Regions from separate parts of the Canis lupus genome. Here region 2 is linked to region 1. The links are chromatin contacts, called in public Hi-C maps. All regions are on one chromosome and are shown on one strand. The core of a region is the stretch at or near the end of the contact, and the rest is flanking DNA. Distances in the headings are between cores, read along the strand shown. Region 1 overlaps LOC111097857 (a long non-coding RNA gene). Region 2 has its middle 25 kb from the start of AFTPH.

Region 1 (3,816 bases), core at 44-2,543:
TGCCACAGTCTCTTCATCTCTTAAACAGCGACGACCATACCAGCCTCACCAGCTTCTGGAAAGAGCAGCGAGCTTACACCAGAGTTCTTAGTGCTTGGCCTGCTGTAAGGTTTCTACAACTGTCGGTAGCATTATTGTTGGGGCTGTGGATTGCCATGGGGATTATATGAAATACTCTGTTTAGAAACTCCTGCCACACTTTGGAATCATTATTATGCCACTTAGTATTACAGGGAGGGTTTGTTTTTAACCACACACATTTTCCTTTGGCACCACTCCCTGCTTTTTGACTCCCATTTAGTGCTGTTTGGTAGAACTTTCTGTGATCATAGAAATGGTCCATAGTCTGTGCCGTCCAATATGACAGCCATTAGCCAAATGTAGCTACTGAGCTCCGGAGATGTGGCCAGTGCAACCACTTCACATCTAAGTCAAGTTGAGGGGGTTGAATTTTTAGTTTTAATTTTGCTTAATTTTAATTAAATAGTCACAGCTAGTCCCATAATTTCTGTCTGTTCCTACTCTTGCCTGATCACTTCAGTAGCCTGAAGCAAATCCATCTGTAGGGACCCTAGTGAATGTCTCCTCATTCCCATTAAGTTTTGAATGACGTCATTTTCTAAGTACTATGTTCTCGATAAATGATAAATTACAGTCCCACCATTAATAAAGTAAAAACAAACTGGATACATTTCCCAATGCCAAGCTTCTCCACCAAGTCTGGCTTTCCATAAGCACTTTGGGGTTTTTGTTTTTGTTTTAAAGATTTATTTATTTATTTTAGAGCGAGCGCGTGGGCGGCGGGGCGAGGGAGAGAAGCAGACTCCCTGCCAAGCTCAGAGCCCGAGGCAGGCCAGTCCCATCACCCCCGAGACCACAACCCATGCCCAAACCAAGAGTCCAACACCCAACTGATTGAGCCACTCAGGCACCCTTCCATAAGCATTTTGTAAACTTGCATGAGAAGAACTTCATAATCTTAAAAAAAAATACTTGGCAGTTTAGTTTAAAGGCTGATTTATCAAACCCCATATTGAGCATAGATCTTGCTTTAAAATAAATTAAATGAATGAATGAATTTCTGCTTTACAGATCTGGAATGAAAAGGGGATAGGTATTTCTGCTGTCAACTGACCACCCTCCCAGTACACAGCAGGGTAATTCTTGATCTGCTCGGATTCTGTGTCCTGGGGTCAATTCGCCACTGCCCTGCTTTCTGAGGCTCAGACTGACACCCTTCACCCATCACCAGTGTTGAGTCAGACCTTGAGTAGGCTCCCTGAGGGCAGCCACTGAGTAATTCAGAGCCACTGGCTCACCCAGAGGTGAGCTCACAACTCCTTTTCCAGCTTCCAGGGTCCCTGCTTCTCTTCTCTGTTATGAGGCCAAGCTTAGCTTCAGGTTCTAGATAAATCACCTGACCTTTAATCAAACAGAAGCTATAAAAACCAAAACTGATCTTCATTAGGTAAGCCTGGGTCTTCCCGTCTTCCCTCTCCTGGGGAAAGGCTGCCACCTGCTGTAACGCATCAGCATTTGGGCTTTTCCAAGGCCACTGAACAACCGCTTCCTCTATACAAGGGAATCTATACACAACCCTACCTGCCTTCCTATCCCTGTGTCAGGAGTGCAAAGAGGAGGGCAAACCAACAGACATTCCAAAACTGGAGGGCAACAAAGCAAACTCATCCATATGAATGGTGCCCAGAAGGAATTGGCACCTCTCTCTGATTATAAGAGCATTTGTTCTTCACCACTCAACAGCACTATTTTTGCAAGTCAGCTCATAGTGCCCTACATAAAATCTCTGTTGTTAAAAGGCTTATTATTTCCTCGATCCTTCCAGTTCTATGTACCTTTATCCATTCTTCACAGTCCTGGCAATCTTTGGTAGGAGAAAGGATGAGAAAAGAATAAAAACTGATGGTTTACAGGGCTACATCCTTGAGCCCTGCACTTTCTTCAAAAATCTTAAAGCTCAGCGAAATACTCTGTAGTGCTGAGAACTAACTGCTGCTATATGCTCCACGGTTGAATCTTAGAAGCATGATGATGAGTGAAGCCAGACCCCAAACAATACACCATTTACATACTTAAAGTTCATAATGTAATTCTCTGCATTTAAGTTCAAAAGCAGGCAACGTGAAATGAAGTATGGTTACTTTATTTGGTGGTTAACTATGGCAGCGGGGTAGTGGTAGGGTTTAGGACACACTACCCCAAAAGATGGCATCTTGGCATATTGAATATCTTAAGCTGAAAGAGTTTGAGAAAAGACTGAGCAGGAAGGTAATTCTGACTCCTCCTCTTCACTTCGTCACTCCCCCTTCTCCTCTGAAACAGGTCATAAAAGTCATGCGAGAGGTAGACTCATACTTCTCTTGGAGGATAAAGAGACACCAAGAAATATCCTAACAGACGGGCCTTGCCAAGTTCCCCCAGTTTGCTGTAATTACCTCGAACACTTTAATCGATCCTCCGTAACAGTCCACTATCCATCCAACCTAGCATAAAAATACACAGCTCTGGTTTTTTGGGTGGTCCTCGTTTCCTGATGAAGGTTCTTCTGTAAAACTTATATTAAATAAATGTGTTTGCTTTTCTCCTGTTAATCTGTCTTTGGAAGTTTAATTTTCAGGCCCAGCCAGAGACCCTAAGAGGGTTGAGGAAAACTTTTTCTTCACCTATAGCTGTAATCTGGAAAAGACAAAAAGGGGCTTCTGGAGTATTGGTAAGGCTCTCTTTCTTGACATGAGATATAATTATGTGTTTTCATTTTGTGAAAATTAGTTGATGTGATACATCTCAATAGAAAAAATCAATAATATTGATTAATAAACATTAATAACATAAATAAAAAATCTTTACTTGTTAGAGAAACCAAGTATTATGAGTAAAATCCTATGATACTGAGTTTTTTTTTTTTTTAGGAAAGCTTCAGAAAAATAATTAGGTATGGGTAGATGAAACAAAATGTAAAATTTAATAATGTTAAACTGTAGGATGGATGCATGAAAGTCCTTTATTGCATCCTCCCTACTTTTGTGTATTTGAATGCTTTTATACTAAAAAGTTTTTTAAAATCATGAATGAAATTTTAATCTTCACGAAGAGAACAACACAAAACCCAAAAGCCATAAATGAAAAAAAAAAAAAAAACCCTGAAGCTTCCATATCCATTCCAGCACCTTCTTTCCATCATAAAAGCTATAAAGTAAAATGCTGGCTTTGCTCACCCCCCTGGCACTGAGCCCATCTATGTGACCTAATGCTAATAACGGAGGTGTAAGCAGAAATCATGTTATAGCCACATACATAAATAATACAAATCAAAATAACAGGTATCATCTATTTTTCACCTATTGGGTTGATAAAAATCAAAGGGTTTGTTAGTACCAAATGTTGACAGTTTGAGGACGCGGTTGTTCCTTTCCACTATTGGTGGAAATCTAAGTTTATCTAAAATACTTTGGAAGGGTAATTGGGAAATAGCTATCAAAATTCTCCTGGAAGCAAAAGCAATATTTAAGAGTGGGTGTGTACTTGCCATGGTGCCCCCTGGGTGATGTATGGAAGTATTGAATCACTCTATTGTACACCTGAAATGGATATAACACTGTATGTTAGCTAACTGGAATTAAAATAAAAATGTAAGAAAAAAACATTTTTAAAAAGATTGGGCATGGAAAGGAGGCAACAGGTATAAGAGTCTATGTAGAGTCAAAGTTGATTAATTATATGACTGATTAAATATGAAGAAAAGGCGGAACACCTGTGGGGCTCAGCGGTTGAGCGTCTACCTTCCGCCCAGGGTGT
Region 2 (3,934 bases), core at 604-3,103, 380 kb before region 1:
CTTGCCGGCACGTTCTGTACCCCTGCTCCTGCTTGCCTGGTTTGGGGTGGGGCCCATGGCCCACACCCGCAGTGTACCCTGCTGGCTGCTGGCCGCTGGCCGCTGGGCCACACCTGGGCAGGAAGATGAAAATATCAACTAACGTTTTTGGAAAGTTGCTAAAGCACCAGGGACTCCGTAGTGCTTCACATAAATAATTTCATATGAGGCAACTACTCTTTGGTCTAGAACATACTCTCCCCAGGTAACTCATGGTTCTCCCCCATCTCCAAGTCTTTGCCCAACTATGACCTTCCCAGTGAGGCCCAGGCTAACTACCCACATCTCTGCCTCACCCCACCCCCCACCCCAAACACACACAGCCACCCCTCTCCTTCCCTTGGGCTATTTTTGTTTCCATAGCACTTTCTTCTGACACACTCTGCTCTAGGATTTACATACATACCAATAGGGTTTCGGTCTGCCTCCCCTACTGGAATGTAAGCTCCACGAGGGCAGGATCTTTATTTTGTTTATTTCTGTCTCTCAAGCCCCTAGGACAGCACCCACAGGGCTTACAGTTCAAGAAATGTTTGTGGGATACATAAATATTTTTCATTTTACGGGTGAGAAAACGGAGACACACAAAGGGAAGTGGCTATCCCATGGCACATACCCAGAAAGTGGCGGAGCTTGGGTTCAAACCCGGGCCACCTGACTTCTTTTAACCACGACACTATCTCTGCGTGACCTGAGTATTCCCCAGACCTAGATCTAGCCTCATTCCTCCTGGAAGCCCTGCCCTATCCCTGGGGCACAAACAGAGCACAGAGAGGGGTCCCAATCCTCCAAGGAAGCCAAGAATCTTCCACCTCCTCCAGCCCAACCCCAACCCCTCCCTCAGATGCTGCCCCCTTGCAGAATAATATAGTATCCTCAGTGGTATAGATTCCTCGATACAGTATTCATTTGAGCCCGGGGAAAGAGTTCATCTTCTAGAAACATCAGCTTTCCACCTAGCAAGTGCTCCTGAGGTTAAGAAATAGATGAATTGGCCTCTTTCTTGGAATGAAGTGGGATAGCCAGAAAATAAAACAGAATCAGTTCTGTGTGTGTGTGTGTGTGTGTGTGTGTGTGTGTGTGTGTGTGAGAGATGGGCAAGACTTCTAAACCCTGAGCACCCCTGACCACAGCAGCTGCAACTTCCTCTCCTTTTCTTTTAATTCTCATCCTAACGTCCAGCCATGCTACCAATACCTGCTGAAACCCCTCTGAATGCAACCAAGTTTTCTGCAAAGCCCACCTCCCAAGAGGGCTGGGGTGGGGGGAGTGGAGCCCCCAGTGCAAGTGTGAGACGGGGCTTAAAAGCACAACATCCCCTTTGTGACCCAATACTTCTGATGATACTAATAAAGATACTAATATTAATAAAGATGCTATTCTCTCCTTTTCTCCTCCCCCCACCTGCCTTCTAGAAAATCAACACCTGTGAATATTATGGGGCGAGGAGGGCAGAGCACCCTCCTAATGCCCGCCTGCCAAACAGAGCCTGGCACTTCTCTGGAAAGACATCTGTGCCATATGACCGGGCCAAGGGGGGATGCATTTCCATCCTCAAACGTTTCCTGTCTTTCTAGTGACTTCCCATCTCTCTCCAATTGACAAGTAGTTTTAGCTGCTGGAGATGGATAAAAACAAAACCAAATCCTGTTGTGATCTTCTTCACAGCTGGGCCCTTTGTGTTCATCTCCGCGTGAGTGGCAGGCAGGACAGTGGGATCCGAGAGGAGAAAGCTGTCGCGACGTCACCTCAGAGGAGAGGACAAGGCAGGGTGCCACACGGCCTGTGCCTGGGCCCAGGGCTCAACGTATCCAGCAAGGCCTGGGCGAGGCAGACCTCCGGGAGCGGTTAGGACTGAGGAACCCCAGATAGTTACTCTTATTGGCTTCCTTCTCCCTCTCCTGTGATCTGAGAGGCTTGGGGGAAGATTCCTTGAGAGGGTGGTCTCAGGCAGGCTACACATCCTTGCACCTCAGTGTCCTCATTTGTTAAGGGAAGGGTTTGCAGGAGGTGCCTCCCAATAGGTGGGACGGGCCCCATCTCAGCAGGCCAAGCTATCAAGCAAGGGCTGCCGCAGGTGGCCGTACCAGGGTTCCCAAACTTGAGGGTTCATCAGAATCCCCCGGATGAGACTGCTGGGCCCATTTCCCAGAGCTGCCTTTCAGTGGGACCTGGCTGGGGCCTGAGAATTTACATTTCTAACAAGTCCCCAGCTGCTGCTGCTGTGACTAGCCTGGGAATCAGGGGTTGAGAACTGCTGCTCTAGCCCTCCCGGGGGGGAGGGGCTCCCAGAGATGAAGATGACCTGGGGTAAGCACAGCACCACCCCCCCTCTGCTCCTGTCCTCTCCCTCCTGGGGTGGGGGAGGTGGGGGTTTGCAGTCTTCAGGATGCCTGCCTTTCCCTCCCACCTGTAGGGGGCAGCTTGGTGCTGTCTCAACCTAGAGGAGGGACCCCCCCCAACCCCCCACCCCCAATAACCTCCGAGTCAACTGCTGGTAAAACATTGCTATTTCCCAAAAATCCTAGACAGGTGCCACCCATCCGGTTGGCCGGGAGCCCCTCGGTCTGAGCGTTCTCAGTGTGCCCGTCTGGGGCTGCAGAGCCGGAGGGGGGCACTTCAGCTTATGGGGGCTCCTGGGGGGGGCAGGGAGGGGGTCGCATCCGCCTTGGGCTCAGCGCTGCAGGTCAATGTCCCGCAGACAATGCATCGGGCTCTGAATATTTGTGCAAGCACCGGTGAAAGAGGAGCGCAGGAAGGGAGCGCAGGAGCCTTAACACACGCTCGGTGGGCCAGGGGCACCAACCACTGGTTGTGAGAACAGGAGTGTCCGGTGCAGCGGGGTGCAGCCCCGCGGGGAGCCGAGGCCTGGGGGCCAACGCGATGGGGGGGGGGGGGGGGCTGCAGGAGCAACACCAGCCGGCAGGGGGAGCCTCTACATTTGCTCTGTAGGGCCTCAGCCCCTGCAAGGCATCCCCCTCCCCTTCCTTCTGTTCTTATTTGGGGAAAAAAAAATTATACTGCAAATGCCTCAAACGTTTATTTAAAACAAGATGAGAATAAATAAGCAATACGCGGAGGATTCACAAGCCTAACGACGGAGTTCCACCTGTAGGGCCAGCAGCCTACCAGATGCCGAGGCAGCTGCTGCTCCTCCCACCGGGGATGCTGGTGGATTGGTCCAGTGTGGAAAAGGAAGGCATTCTGGGGGGCGTGCAAGGGGCAGCAGAGGCTCTGAGCTGGGAAGAAGGGGGTCCCAGCGCAAGAGAGGAAACTAGGCTAATTTGAAAGGACTCGTCTCTTAGGGTAGCAGGTCAGACTTGGGTGGAGACCCAAGGGGGGGGACCTGAGAAAATCACAGCAGTCCCATTACCTACCCTCCTGTACTCACTTTTCCATCATGTGTTAATTTCCGTCCAGTGTCCAGATATCTCTATGTGCAAGCGGCTCCCCATGGGGCCCGTGTCAGTAGGAGAAGGGTGTCTGAGGGCAGCTCTAGGCTTGGGCCACTGTTGCGTTGCCAACTCTCTCAGAGTTCCTCTGGTGACCGTAGTGATCATACCATGGGACACAGACAAGCTGTGGATGGAAGACAGAGCAACGTCAAGTGAGGCAGCTGGGGATCAACCCCCAACAGACCACTGGAGCGATGCCTGACCCTCATTAACAACATTATCTGTCCCCTATGCTGCGAATGGACACGTCACTTTGTGACACTTTTCATTAAAGCAGTTCCTTGAGCTTTTTATCTCCGCTTCTCCAAAGCTGGGCCTCTTCCGGTATCATCAACCTGCTTCTAGTACTGTCATCATTCACAAAGTCATCTAAACCAGAAACCTTCTAGTTAGATTTTACCCTCTCTCTCTCTCTCTCTCTCTGCCATCCACATGGAGCC

What was found. Hi-C and Micro-C count contacts between places; a contact is called where the count stands out from the background.
Region 2: a Hi-C map of blood shows a contact between it and region 1, with 7 times the contacts expected there. The contact joins two enhancer-like sites. A contact is called at or near these places in 4 of 9 Hi-C or Micro-C datasets (amygdala, blood, liver and 1 more).

The regions. Positions count from the first base shown.
Region 1 is chr10:64,990,483-64,994,298 of UU_Cfam_GSD_1.0, reverse strand. It overlaps LOC111097857 (a long non-coding RNA gene), which reads right to left. Exons shown (of 2, transcript XR_005365244.1): 1 at 3,773-3,816; 2 at 2,149-2,697. Among named protein-coding and RNA genes, the nearest start is that of VPS54, 24 kb to the right of the region's middle. Within about 2 kb of position 1,293, at least 7 of the 20 cell types and tissues checked have an H3K27ac peak or open chromatin away from gene starts, as enhancers often do.
Region 2 is chr10:65,368,835-65,372,768 of UU_Cfam_GSD_1.0, reverse strand. No RefSeq gene overlaps it. Among named protein-coding and RNA genes, the nearest start is that of AFTPH, 25 kb to the left of the region's middle. Within about 2 kb of position 1,853, at least 2 of the 20 cell types and tissues checked have an H3K27ac peak or open chromatin away from gene starts, as enhancers often do.